2 separate regions of the Triticum aestivum genome follow, and region 2 is linked to region 1. A link is a contact called in public Hi-C data. All regions are on one chromosome and are shown on one strand. Each heading gives the region's core, a stretch centred on a gene start, on an enhancer-like site or on the middle of the called end of the contact. The rest is flanking DNA. Distances are from core to core; before and after follow the strand shown. Region 1 holds the start of LOC123127866 (homeobox-leucine zipper protein HOX24). Region 2 holds the start of LOC123127868 (ATP-dependent zinc metalloprotease FTSH 7, chloroplastic).

What was found. Hi-C and Micro-C count contacts between places; a contact is called where the count stands out from the background.
Region 2: a Hi-C map of an unstated tissue shows a contact between it and region 1, with 9 times the contacts expected there. The contact joins the promoter of LOC123127868 here to the promoter of LOC123127866 in region 1. A contact is called at or near these places in 2 of 5 Hi-C or Micro-C datasets (leaf and an unstated tissue).

What each region holds. Positions count from the first base shown.
Region 1 is chr6A:454,090,647-454,097,787 of IWGSC CS RefSeq v2.1, forward strand. It overlaps LOC123127866 (homeobox-leucine zipper protein HOX24), which reads left to right and starts at 3,120. Exons shown (of 2, transcript XM_044547720.1): 1 at 3,120-3,584; 2 at 3,693-4,306. The coding sequence starts at 3,201. The coding sequence ends at 3,974. LOC123127867 (embryogenesis-associated protein EMB8) reads right to left here. Exons shown (of 9, transcript XM_044547721.1): 8 at 6,794-7,124; 9 at 6,499-6,671. The coding sequence ends at 6,903.
Region 2 is chr6A:454,402,678-454,409,818 of IWGSC CS RefSeq v2.1, forward strand. It overlaps LOC123127868 (ATP-dependent zinc metalloprotease FTSH 7, chloroplastic), which reads left to right and starts at 2,500. Exons shown (of 13, transcript XM_044547722.1): 1 at 2,500-3,525; 2 at 5,183-5,248; 3 at 5,350-5,484; 4 at 5,604-5,669; 5 at 5,749-5,934; 6 at 6,016-6,102; 7 at 6,196-6,309; 8 at 6,383-6,507; 9 at 6,582-6,690. The coding sequence starts at 2,680.

The DNA.
Region 1 (7,141 bases), core at 1,870-4,369:
CCTCATAAGTTTACACCATGATCCGTGGCATGTATTTTTCTTGGCTATCCCCCCAACACCAAAGGCTACCGCTGCTATGATCCTATCTCACATCGGGTGATCACTTCCCGACACGTTTACTTTGATGAGATGGTTTTTCCGTTTCAGCAGGTACCTTCAGATGTTGCGGCTTTGCCCGCCCCCGGTGAGGGCCGCTCGCGAGCTTCTCTTGGGCCGCCTCCCAGCTTTGAGGGTGCCCCCCGCTCCACGGGTCGAGTTCCTCCCCAGTTGGCTACCTTAGGGGTTGCACCCCTCCCGGCACCCGCGATGCCCACTGCGCCCTCGGCCTCCCTGGCTGCCGCGCGGGCCTCATCGGCGCCCCCCGCGCCCTCGCCTGCCGCCTCGTCCGAGGCGGCCTCGCCGCGACAACACCCGCGGCGGCTTCGCCCGCGGCATTGGAGGTGGTGGGCTCTTCTTCGCTTCGCCCGTCACCAACCCGGACTCACTGCCCCGCCCGATGACTCGCTCTCGAGCTGGCACCTTCCACCCAAGTACACAGTACACTGGCGATGAGTATCTTCTCGTTGCTTCCGTCTCCGAGCCTCTCCTCTCCCATCGTCAGCTCGAGCCGCCCTTCGGGGTTCTCATTGGCTCGCTGTGATGCAGGAAGAGTTCGACGCGCTCCAACGGAACCGCACCTGGCAGCTTGTCCCTCGGCCGCCCCGTGCCAACATCATCATGGGCAAGTGGGTTTTTCAGCACAAGACTCGTCCAGATGGCACTCTCGAGCGCTACAAAGCTCGCTGGGTGGTTCGAGGCTTTCGGCAACGTGCGGGCGTGGACTTCACCGACACTTTTGCCCCGGTTGTTAAACCGGGCACGATCCACACCGTGCTTCAGCTAGCCGTCTCCCGAGCTTGGCATGTGCATCAGTTGGATGTCTCCAGCGCCTTCTTGCACTGCCACCTCGCTGAGCAGGTGTTCTATGAGCAGCCCACCGGCTTCGTCGACGCCACGCATCCAGACCATGTGTGCTTGCTCTCCCATTCCCTTTATGGGTTGAAGCAGGCGCCTCGGGCCTGGTACCAGCGCATCGCTGCATTCCTGCAGACGCTCGGATTTATATCGACTCGCTCTGACGCGTCCCTCTTCGTGTCCCATCACGGGGTTGACGCGGCCTACTTGTTGCTCTACGTCGACGACATCATCCTGACGGCATCCACTGTCGCGCTCCTCCAGCGGCTCACTGCTTGTCTTCGCGATGAGTTTGCCCTGAAGGACTTGGGGCCCCTCCACTACTTCCTTGGCATTGAGGTGGTTCGACGGCCAGATGGGTTCTTTCTGCACCAGCAGCGTTACGCCCATGAGCTTCTCGATCGAGCCGGCATGCTTAACTGCAAGCCCGCTCCCACGCCTATCGACACCAAGGCCAAGGTTTCCGCTCTGGAGGGTTCTCCCGCATCCGACGTGGCCTTCTATCGCTCCATTGTGGGTGCTTTGCAGTACCTCACCCTAACGCGCCCCGACTTGCAGTATGCCATTCAGCATGTCTGTCTTCACATGCATGCTCCACGTGATTCTCACTAGACCTTGGTGAAGCGTATCCTCCGTTACATACGCGGCACCCCGTCCATGAGACTTACACTGACGGCCTCCGCCTCCACCGACCTCGTCGCCTACTCTAATGCGGACTGGGCTGGCTGCCCGGACACACGGCGCTCCACTTCGGGGTATTGTTTCTACCTTGGGCCGTCTCTGATCTCTTGGTCCTCCAAGCGACAGCCCACCGTCTCCCGCTCGAGTGCCGAGGCAGAGTATCGGGCAGTGGCTAACGCCGTTGCCGAATGCTCTTGGCTTCGCCAGCTGCTCCAGGAGTTGCTTTGTGATGTTCACAAGGCCACGCTCGTCTACTGCGACAACGTCTCCGCCGTGTACCTCTCCGCCAACCTAGTCCATCATCGACGAACGAAGCATATTGAGCTCGACATACACTTTGTTCGTGAGCAGGTGGCTCTTGGGCGCATCCGGGTTTTCCGCGCCGCGACGGCGCAACAGTTTGCCGATGTCATGACCAAAGAACTGCCTACTTCTGTTTTCGAGGAGTTCAGGTCCAGTCTTTGCGTCTATGGCGACGCTTCGACTGCGTGGGGGTGTTGAATATATGGTTTGTGCATGTATATTGTATAGCCCGATCCACCTCCTAGTCTTTATATAGTTGAGGTTGTGGTCCACCTTGTACTCCATATATACGTGCGCTATGCACCGATCAATACATCGTGAAGCATCGCCAAAACATTCGTTTCCAACAGACTCATTCGCCAGCTTGCTCTTTGCACTCTATATAAGCGGATTAATAGTCCAACTGTCCAACTGATGGACTAGTGTTAAGCAACCCTATATACAGATAAAACTGGATAACGCCACAAACCCAAGACCTCGTTGCCTCATTGGCAGGAGCGAATCACAAACAGGTTACAAACAACACACGATTTTTTGTCTAGCACAACGCACATGTATCTTGGTCGACGCGGAGCAGCTGGAGGGACACGTGACGCAACGCCAATCGAACTGGAGATAAGCTCTTTTAATCTAGCTTTAACGACGATCCAAAGACGAAGAGAAGATGTCCATGGAATTCTCCTCTCCTCTCCTCTCTTCTGCCGAGCCGTCATCTCGTCGCCGGCCTCCACAGCGACACCCTACCCAGACCTAGGGCGCCCAGCCAGCGAGAAAACGGGGAGCCCCCCAGGCAACGTGACAAGCCACCTCGGCATCTCTTCCGGGAGAAGCCGTGCCGATCGACATGGACGCTGTCGACCTAGCTACAGCGATTGGCCTCCCCGCGGAACCGTGGCATCGTTGAACAAAGTGTGCAGAACGAGAGAGAGGATCTCGCACTACAGCCATGCCCGCGCACCACGTGTCCGGCCCGCGCCAGGCCCAAGTCGATCTCGAGACGGATAACCATTCCGTGCATATGCCCGCGGGCCACCGGCCCGGTGCGCGACACCTGTACGGCGCGATACAGCGACGGCGGGCCCGCGGGTTTCGATCGGCGCCACGTGTGCGCGTGCGTCGCGCCGCTCCGTTCTGGACCCGTATAAAACCGGACCGGCGCGCCACGTTCCAAACGCCACAGATGCACGCCTGGTGCACGCGCTACCAAAGCTTGGTTCAGTGGAGTTCTCGCTCTGACGATTTGATACCGCGACGGCTCCGAAATGGAGAGCGACCGCCAGTTCCTGCTGGCGCCGCCGCCGCCCATGCACGCCGCGGCGGGGGACGACGGCCACTTCCTTCAGCAGCAGCAGCTGAGCGGCGGCGGCGGCGGCGAGAGGAAGCGGCGGTTCACGGAGGAGCAGGTGCGGTCGCTGGAGAGCACGTTCCACACGCGGCGCGCCAAGCTGGAGCCCCGGGAGAAGGCGGAGCTGGCGCGTGAGCTGGGGCTGCAGCCGCGCCAGGTGGCCATCTGGTTCCAGAACAAGCGCGCCCGGTGGCGCTCCAAGCAGCTGGAGCAGGACTTCGCGGAGCTGCGCGGCCATTACGACGCCCTCCGCGCCCGCGTCGAGTCGCTCAAGCAGGAAAAGCTCACTCTCGCCGCGCAGGTAACCAGCACACGCATGCCATATCCTCCATCCTCCATGGTCGGTCGTCGATCATTACAGATACGCGAGTCGCATGCATGCTAATGGCGTCGTCTGCTCGATGTGCAGCTGGAAGAGCTGAAGAAGAAGCTGAACGAGCGGCAGGACCAGAGCGCAAGCTGCGACGCCGCCGCCGAGGTGGACGACAAGAGCAACAACGTTAGCAGCTGCATCGTGGCGAAGGATGAGAGCGCGGCGCCGGCGGCAGACGTCTCGGACGGCTCAACTCCGGGCTGGTACGAGTATGACAACCACCTGGCGTATGGGGTTGACCTGCAGGAGCCGTTCTGCGCCACTCCGGAGCTGTGGGAGACGTCATGGCCGCTGGTGGAGTGGAACGCAGTGGCATGAACCAACGCTGCATATGCATACATCTGTGTACGTCGATGTTGTTGCTGGCTGGTCTAGCTGGTTGATCCGGACTATGTAGATCAGGTCGATCGGGCCGTCAGGTAGAATCGTAGAACAGATAGGTAGGGATCCCACGTGCAAGCAGCCATGAAATCTACATGCGAGAAATCTTCCCGCCGGCCGGCCGGCCGGCGATCTGCTCCGTCGACTCTGGGATTCATGTCCGTGAAAAATGGCTTAAGAATCACGCGCAGCGTGTCTGGCGACTGTAACTCGTGTGGTTCCTGTCGCGCCGTCGCCGACGAAAAATATACACCCACTGGTTACCCATAGAGAACGTCTTTCACCAGTTGCTGTGTTCTCGCGCGCGTGCTATTACTGTGGCCTGTAGGCGATGGATCGATCCAGAAGGCGCGTGCGCCGGAGACGACGAGAGGAGAGGAGCGTCGCTGTCGCGGCAGCACAGGGGGGATGATTCGTATCGTCTGTTGCTGCTTTGGACTCCACCCGGCGTGTCGACCGTTGGTTCGTCCGGCACTGTCGCGCGCGGGGGCCAAAGACGAGAAAGAAGCAGCGGGAAAACAACGCGGGAGGCGCGGCTGTCGCCGGGGGAGAGGACGGTTCGGCGAGAAAAAGAAGTTGTGGATGCGTGGCCCGGCGGCCGAATGGGTAGTGGAAACGACTCACTCACCTAGAAAGCGACCGCCCGCCACATCAAGTGAGGAGCGCGCAGATGTTCTAATTATTTTTTCTTACTAAAAAAAGATTGGTTATTTCTTTACTCCTGGGTGTAACCACACACCTCGTGGACAGTAAATTTGAAAAAAAAAATGGAATTTTGTGACATCAATATACTCAAACGTTTTAAGCGATTTGAGGAGGTTTACACACAAAAGAATTCACTGCTCACAGTTTTCATCATCATTTTGTTTCTCTTGTGTATAATCACCTAGAAACATTTGGGCCTATTGTTGACAAAAAAAGTTTGGAATTTTTTCGAATTTACCTTTTTTGTGTTGTTTTTAGTTTGCAGTTCACCCACGATGTTGGTACACCCGTGTGTAGTGACACCTTTGCCCTCTACAAATACAGGAGCACCCATTTCGCTTAGTCTGACAGTGCTTTCTTCTAAGAGGAAGCAACGACTGCAAGGAGAAGAAACTTGGCGCTTCTTTGATTCAAGGAATTTTATACTATCTTGATTCGTAGGATTGGATCTTATAGAAAATTTACAAAGAGACCATTTGTGTTATATTGACAGGAAATTTAGCATCCACTTTAATCACTTAGTCTGTTCGTGACAAGGTTGATGCAATTCTCTTTGAGATAGAGATTCACAGCTTGCTCAAACGTTTGGAGAAGCAACGATTGCAAGGAATTGGTTCGTAGGATTGGATCTTATAGAAAATTTACCAAGAGGCCATCTGTGTTATATTTGACAGGAAATTTAGCATCCACTTTAATCACTAGTCTATGTGTGACAAGGTTGATGCGATTCTCTTTGCGATAGAGATTCACAGCTTGCTCAAACGTTTGGAGGCGGTTAGCCCTGGATCTGACAAGACAATCATGGAGAAGGCTCTCAGAAACAAAAGTAAGAAGAGTGACGCCACAAAAAAGACGTTCGCAGCTGCTTGATGAATGGTCATCAGTTTTTTAGGTTGTGCTTGGTACTCTCGTTGGAAATTTCTTTGCGAACTAGGAGTGTGAGGGTTGATGGTCAGTGCGTGTTGGGCATGGTTGTTGGGTTGATTGTGCGCTTATGGGGTTGCATCCTCTTTGAGTAGTACACATGTGATTGGTTTGTATTGGTTTTCATCCGGTTTTCATTGATTAACTAGCAATTCTCTTTTTAGTTAATTGATGAGACAAATCTTTTGTCTTCGTTTCAAAAAAAAACTTTAATATCTTTTTACAGTTCATTTGTTTTTTCTGTGGTACCGAACAATCTGTGGTTCAGATTAATTTGGTTTGCTAATTAGGATTCAAATAAACACACCACTCCAATCATGTAGTACTTTTTCGTATTCCTGCGTTTTGAAATTCATGCAAATCAAAGAAGCCCTCAATGTTGATATGACAACGAGCCGGGCGCTTGATTCTAAATTATCATGGCATGGTAGACTGGTCAGTAGAAATTTTGTTAGTTATCAGTTATCAGTGTCATGCAACTCCTGTTCAACCAAAACATGACGACACGTCAAACCTACTGACTGTAATGTTATGACCATGGAAGTGGAAGGCCATGCCTATTGATTGTGATGCTATTAGGATAGAGAGAGGGGGCAACTCTTGTTTACCATTTGATAATCTGCTAGGTCAGCTAAAGTCCCTTTACAAATTGAGATGACTGAAGCTGTCGCTGAAAACCAGGACTCCAAACTCGGTGCTCTGGTTTTGGCACATTCTAGTATTCTGCAGTTAAAAGTGTTCAGCCCTTTGTGTGGGCGTGATGGATTGGATGAAGCGACTGCCTGTACATTTCCATGGGATCAAGTGTGAGAACACATACAAGAGGGGGTGATGCCGTGATGGGTACATGCATGGATGAATGCGGTTGAAATACTCTATACAATGGTACAGTTTGATACAACAAGCCTTCCAAATGGCAAATAATTACTTCATGTCGAAATGTCAGTAAAATGGGGAGCCAGCGATGGATTACCGACGCCAATAAATTTTTAAGATGTTCAGAACCTGTGCCAAGTAAAGTATGCAGAGGTAAGAAAATTAGAAAATACTGTATTTGCCAACGGATAAAAAATGTATGCCAGGTAAAAAATGAAACTGAACAATGAGGAACCGAGCAGAAGGTATACCTTTGTGTTGGTGGAGCAAGTGTAGCACATTTCAGCTGCAGAACAGCAACTGAAGCCTAACTATACATATAAAACCTCCGCATCGAATGGAAACGCAATGTTACTATCTCTACACATGTTCCGACAAGTGTGGTACTGATGTCTTTGGAACACCCTGCGGCTCATTGGCCACGCTATTCTTGCTGGTTGAGCCCGTTTCATTGTGAACATGTTCTAGAAACTCCATGACAATAGGGTCAGTCCAAGGACATCCAAATGGAGCTTCGTCGCCTGCTACCCATCCAAGATGACCACCCTCTGGTGTTACTATCAGTAGGCAATTTGGATTTGCCTGAAACGATAAAAGAA
Region 2 (7,141 bases), core at 1,250-3,749, 310 kb after region 1:
TGCCATTTGCTGAAACAGATCTGACATATTCCTCACATAGCCCTCTTCCAACAGCATTTCGGGCATCAAGATGAGCTCAAATGAAAATGATACAATGAGATAAAATGATGTACTCGTCGAGACAAACATTTTGATATGCTACACGCACGAATCGAAGCTACGGATGCAGAGTTATGACGTGATGAAAAATGCAAAATAATTAGGGCTACGGGAAGAAAGTCAACCGTCGAAGTGGATCCAGATCTGGATCGGTGCGGATTACGAGGATGGCTGGAGTTCCTGTTCACCGGAGGAGCTCGGGTCGCCGGAGTCGAAGGAGAGGCGGGGAGGCGAGGCGGCGCCGGCCGGTGAGCAGCTCCGGCGAGGCGGCACGGTGGTGCGGCGGCCTCGGGTGAGCTCAAGGCGGCGGGGCGGCGGAGCCGGACGGCGACCGTGGCCGGCGAAGGCGACGGAGGCGCGGCGGGCGGCGGTCGGCGACGAGGTGGCAAGCCGCTGAGGCGGCGCCGGCGCGGCGGAGGAAGAGCAAGGCGGCGGAGGAGCTCTCGGGCGCGGCACGGGGAGGCGAGGCCTCGGGCGGCGGCGGCGCACCGGGCCGGGGGGGGGATCTGGGCCTCCCGGGCCCGCGCGGGAGAGGCGGCGACGCAGGGCCAGGTGGCGGCGCCTGAGTGGAGGAGGGAGGCGGCGGTGAAGTCGTGGCGCCTCACGATTGGCTGGAGTGATATGGCCGGCGAGATGGACGCGTCCGCCGGCGAGCGGACATGTCCGACGGCGCGGAGGGAGGTGAGATCTAGGGTTTCGTCCGCGAATTTTGACGGGGTGCACATATTTATAGGTAGAGGGAGCTAGGAGAGTTCAAATGAGGTGCGGTTTTCGGCCACGCGTGATCGAACGTCCGAGATGATGGAGGAGGTTTAGGTGGGTTTTGGGCCAAATTGGAAGGGTGTTGGGCTGCAACACACACGAGGCCTTTTCGGTCCCTCGGTTAACCGTTGGGATATCAAACGAAGTCCAAATGCTATGAAACTTGACAGGCGGTCTACCGGTAGTAAACCAAGGCCGCATGACAAGTCTCGGTCCAATCCGAAAACGTTTAACACCCGCACACGAAAAGAGGTAGAAAGGGACATCGGGTGACATAGGAGCGCCGGATTGCAAAACGGACAACGGGGAAAATGCTCGGATGCATGAGACGAATATGTATGCAAATGAAATGCACATGATGACATGATATGAGATGCATGACACGCAAGCAATGACAAGGTAACAACAACGAATAACTGGAGGACACCTGGCACATCGGTCTCGGGGCGTCACACCTCGGCTCGTCTTCCTCACCTCTTTAGGGCAAATGACTGAATTCCGAGCAAGGAATTTCTAAATTTGAGAGTATTCTTTGTTGCATGTTTTTATTTTTTTCTAATGTGTTTTTATCAGGCAAACATTCAGCTAACAGTAGAGAAAACTTCCTGAAAATGGATGCAAATTAGAGGAAACATGCCAGATTATAGGCCAGCCTTGACAATGGCTAGATAAACATTGCAAGAAGTTGCTCATGCTGTGTGGACTTGTAGTAATTTTGTGATACATATTCAACATATTATATTGTTTTTTTTTGAGGATTTATATTGGTTTTGTTGACGGAAAGGAAATTGAGTTAGGCTCTCAAGAGTCAAGACATATGGCATGGGGCATTCAACCATATACCATACACATATATTTATTTAAAAAAATACATGCATTGCCCATGTATGATGCTTAACAAAATTAGGATTAAGCCCAATAAAGTTTTAGGTTGAGTTGATTTTTTATAGAATGATCTGCATATATGACCCATGCATATATAACGCTCTCCTGTTGCAACACACTGACACTTACCTAGTACTAAGCCTAAAACAACTATTACGAGTACATATTAGTCACGGTTACTATTTGCACATGTTTGCAGAGTCCTACAATTTTGCTTACTATTTATACTTGCTTGCAGGGCAGCGTCTTACAAATTTGATCATCTACCCTTCCACTGTAGTAGCTCAGTGACAAAGAAGGTGCACGTTTGTTCAGAAATCCACACAAAATTAGCAAATCCATTGTTTTTCTTTCTCTGCAGTGGAAGATAGATATGCTCCCAAATTCGGAACTCGTTCATCGTTTCTGTGGACATGGGCAGCGCGCCGCCCTGCACCATCCGACTTGCCAAATATCTCGAGCGACCCCACCTTCTGACTCACGCCCCTGCTCTCACTGACAACGAGGAGCTCGTCCCCACCAATCCCGTTAACCCCCCTCCCTCTCCGCCGGCTCCGTGCCATATCTCCACGGAACGGATAAGCCACTGAAATCCAAGAAACGTCGCAGCTTTCTACTGAGAATGGGCCCACAAACACGCGGCCCACGAATGGGACCCTTGCATCAGTGAAATAATACGTGCACCTCTCGGTGACCGCAGGTTATTCACCCGAACAGGATTTAACAGCCCGGCGTGACGGCGAGACACGCAGGCAACGGCGACACCCTTCGCTCCCCGTCTCGGTTCGTCTCGTCCTCTGCCTTCCTCTGTTCCTCATCTCCCCACCTCACTCCGCCCGCCCTCCCCACCGATTCCTCCACGCGAGGTCCTCGAGCTGCCCCCATCCTCCCGGTCGCGAATCTAGGTTCGGGGCCCGCCCCCCTGCCTCTCCCATGGCCTCCGCCGCCGCCGCCGAAACCCTCGTCTCGCTCCCCATCGTGCCCCCCTCCCGGTCGCTCCTGCGCCCCCTCTGCAGGCGACCTGCTTACAGAGGCAGCGCCGCGTCGGTCCGCCTGTCCGCCGTGCCGCCCCGGGGCCTCGGGTTCGCCCTCATCCATCGCCGCATTCGCTGCCCGCCGGCGGCGCGCGCCAACGTCGAGCGCGACGGCGACGGCGCCTCCGGGTCAGGGGAGGCCTCGTCCACCGGGGACGGCGACCGCGACGCGGCGGCGGAGCAAGGAGGTGATAGCGCGGGCACGAGCACCACCAGCGCGGCCGCGACGCCGCCGTCGTCACCGCCCTCTTCGTCCAAGAGGGGGGAAAACAAGTGGCGCCGGCGGGTGGCTAAGGGCGGCGGTGTTGGCCGATGGTTTTGGGAGCCCATAGTGCAGGGCCGGGAGATGGGGTTCCTCCTGCTACAGCTCGGGTTTGCCATATTCGCCCTCCGCATGCTGCGGCCGGAGATCACGTTGCCTGGCTCAGAGCCCCGGCCGCAGACCACTTACATCAGCGTCCCCTACAGCGACTTCCTGGCGAGCATTGATAAGGACCAAGTGAAAAAGGTTGAGGTGGATGGGGTGCACGTTATGTTCCGGCTCCGTCCAGAGGTTGAGGCCAGCGTGGTGGAGCAGCCACAAACACAAGCAGATGGCGTTGCTGATGCTGCCATTTCGAGGAGAATCGTCTTCACAACCACACGACCAGTGGACATTAAGACTCCATATGAGAAGATGGTGGAGAATAGTGTTGAGTTTGGGTCGCCAGATAGGAGGTCCGGCGGCATGCTCAATTCAGCTTTGGTAAGGCATTTCAGCTGAAAGTTATCTGTGTTACACCTTACACGTTTGATTATTGTGGCTTGAAAATTGTTGCAAGCATAGCATTTTAGGCCATTAGTGACATGTCAATAGGAAACAGGGGAAATATGATTTACTACATATGGTGACGGAGATTGTAGAATTAGAGATGGCGTTTAGTTTAAATAAGGAGGAATAATTTGTAATGTTATTTCCTTTAGTATGGTTTGTTTCAGCAATCTAGATTTTATATATGTTAACTAGTTAGATGTGACGTACTGGCAATGAAGGAGAAAAAGAAAACCAGTGTTTTGTTATGTGTCAATACTTAGAGATGCTCGCAAGAGATTAGAATCCAATATTTTTTTTGTTCTGCTTGAAACAAAAGCATAACATTTGTTCAATTCTCCCAGCGGCTGCTTTTTATAGCAAGCAAACAGGAGTACTTGTTGCTAAATTTTGTTAGTATGTACTCCATAACTACATATTTAATCAACCCTACAATCGTTGTGTATGCTCTTTGCGGATGATGTGGTGCTAGTTGACGATAGTCGGACGGGGGTAAATAGGAAGTTAGAGTTATGGAGACAAACCTTGGAATCAAAAGGGTTTAGGCTTAGTAGAACTAAAACTGAGTACCTGATTTGCGGTTTCAGTACTACTAGGTGTGAGGAGGAGGAGGTTAGCCTTGATGGGCAGGTGGTGCCTCAGAAGGACACCTTTTGATATTTGGGGTCAATGCTGCAGGAGGATGGGGGTATTGATGAAGATGTGAACCATCGAATCAAAGCCGGATGGATGAAGTGGCGCCAAGCTTCTGGCATTCTTTGTGATAAGAGAGTGCCACAAAAGTTAAAAGGCAAGTTCTATAGGACGACGGTTCGACCCGCAATGTTGTATGGCGCTGAGTGTTGGCCGACTAAAAGGCGACATGTTCAACAGCTAGGTGTGGCAGAGATGCGTATGTTGAGATGGATGTGTGGCCACACAAGGAAGGATCGAGTCCGGAATGATGATATACGAGATAGAGTTGTGGTAGCACCAATTGAAGAGAAGCTTGTCCAACATCGTCTGAGATGGTTTGGGCATATTCAGCGCAGGCCTCTAGAAGCTCCAGTGCATAGCGGACGGCTAAAGCGCACGGAGAATGTCAAGAGAGGTCGGGATAGACCGAATTTGACATGGGAGGAGTCCGTTAAGAGAGACCTGAAGGATTGGAGTATCACCAAAGAACTAGCTATGGACAGGGGTGCGTGGAAGCTTGTTATCCATGTGCCAGAGCCATGAGTTGGTCGCGAGATCTTATGGGTTTCACCTCTAGCCTACCCCAACTTGTTTGGGACTAAAGGCTTTGTTGTTGTTGTTGTTGTGTATGGAACTGGTGATGGATTTCTTCACATGAAAAAAAGATAAATTGAACCCCAGTTTTATATGTGAACTTATGTACCTAGCCTAATACAGGAATATGCAATCCTTAATTTGATCCACAAAATAGAAATTTCGCAGACTCCAAACAATGTACCGATGCGTGTTGATAGGCGCAAGGGGTAATCTTGTAAGATGTTTGTGTATGTTTACATTGCTCAGTGTTCATGTCCACGTGTACAAGTCTCTCTTCAACCTGTGCTTTTGGCCCTAATTACACTCTTATATTGTGCAGGTGGCTCTTATTTATGTTGTATTAATTGCAGTAGTTCTTCAGCGACTGCCAATAAGCTTTTCTCAGGTACTGACATGTGTTTATATTTTTCTACCCCAGTCAACTGGTGAATATGGTCTTTAAATTTGATTTTTTTATAGACATTATTATTTCTTGTGTATTACCAGCAATCAACAGGCCAGCTGAGGAATCGAAAGAATTTGAACTCTGGTGGGGCAAAAGTTTCAGAAACTGCCGATATAGTTACATTCGCTGATGTGGCTGGAGTTGACGAGGCCAAAGAAGAGTTGGAAGAAATTGTGGTATGGGTTTTATGATGACTTGTTACTGGTAATCTTGTATTCTAGTATGTGCAGTGATGTTCTGGTCTATCTATTGATTGGAGGAAAATAACCTGGTTTTATCTTTTCATTATGTTCAGGAGTTCCTAAGGAACCCAGAAAAATATATTCGTCTTGGTGCACGTCCTCCTCGAGGTGTCTTGTTGGTTAGTTCTGCATTTATTTATAGTAGTGAGTGTTGCTTGGTTATTGCGTTTGTTACTTACAGTGCAATCCTTTTTACAGGTGGGCCTTCCAGGAACTGGAAAGACACTCCTTGCTAAAGCTGTAGCAGGGGAAGCGGAAGTTCCTTTCATAAGTTGTTCTGCAAGTGAATTTGTGGAGCTATATGTAGGCATGGGAGCAGCTCGAGTACGTGAACTATTTGCTAGGGCCAAAAAGGAATCACCGTCAATTATTTTTATTGATGAGGTAATCTAGCATTTGTGGATATAATTACTTGTTTTCTATTCAGATGCATGCTAACCCTTTGCATTCGGCTGCTCTTTGTAGATTGATGCCGTGGCAAAAAGTCGTGATGGCCGGTACCGTATCGTCAGCAACGATGAGCGTGAGCAGACACTAAATCAACTGCTCACGGTAGGATAATAACAATAGTTTCTTACTTTTCAGTCTTTACTTCCATGGCACCCTATTCTTTGTTTGGCCATTGTTAATTTTCTCTTTTTTTAGGAAATGGATGGTTTTGATACCAACTCAGCTGTCATTGTACTTGGAGCAACAAACAGGGCAGATGTTTTGGATCCTGCCCTTCGGCGCCCAGGGAGATTTGACCGTGTAGTCACGGTTAGCTTTTATTCTCAAACAAGTGTATCACTTGCTTCTTAGTTTTCAGATGTGACAGACATTTTCATGACAGGTTGAAGCTCCCGATAAATTTGGAAGAGAATCTATCCTGAAAGTTCATGCGAACAGAAAAGAGCTTCCCCTTGGTAAAGATGTAGATCTCAGCGGCATTGCTGCAATGACAACTGGTTTTACAGGGTAACAATTTCTCTTCTAGTTAATCTTTTTAACCATGTACCACTTTCCATTTGACTTGTGTGTACCCTATGCAGGGCAGACCTTGCTAATTTAGTGAATGAAGCTGCTTTGTTGGCTGGAAGATCAAATAAAGAAATAGTGGAAAAGATCGATTTCATCAGCGCGGTTGAGCGCTCTATAGCTGTATGTTTTTCTGTTATCTCAAATCTCGTTCTATTACTTTCTTTATTGAAGTAGAATATGATGTGTATGCAGTCCCAACTATATTGTATTCAGCTTCAAGTTATATCTATCTTAGTCCTTAACTGTGCAATGCGCAGAGGATTACATAAAGTGCAATTGCCCAACATACATAGTATGGATATCTAAACAGCACCATCTGTAAAACTGTGTTTGTTATGTGGGGTGTTCCGTACAAATGTCGGACTAAACCAAAATCTGATTAGAATCAACTTAGGACCAAGTTGTATTTGTGCAGGATTGAATCCCTGGTGGAGGTGTGTTCCTGTTTGTTTCTGATTGAGTCTTTACTTTCCTTGTGTTAAAATTGGTCATCTCCTATATAAGGAGCAGGAGTGTGTACTAGGACTTCAGGAAATAATTCAGTAGTTCTGGAATCCCTAATCTCCTTCCC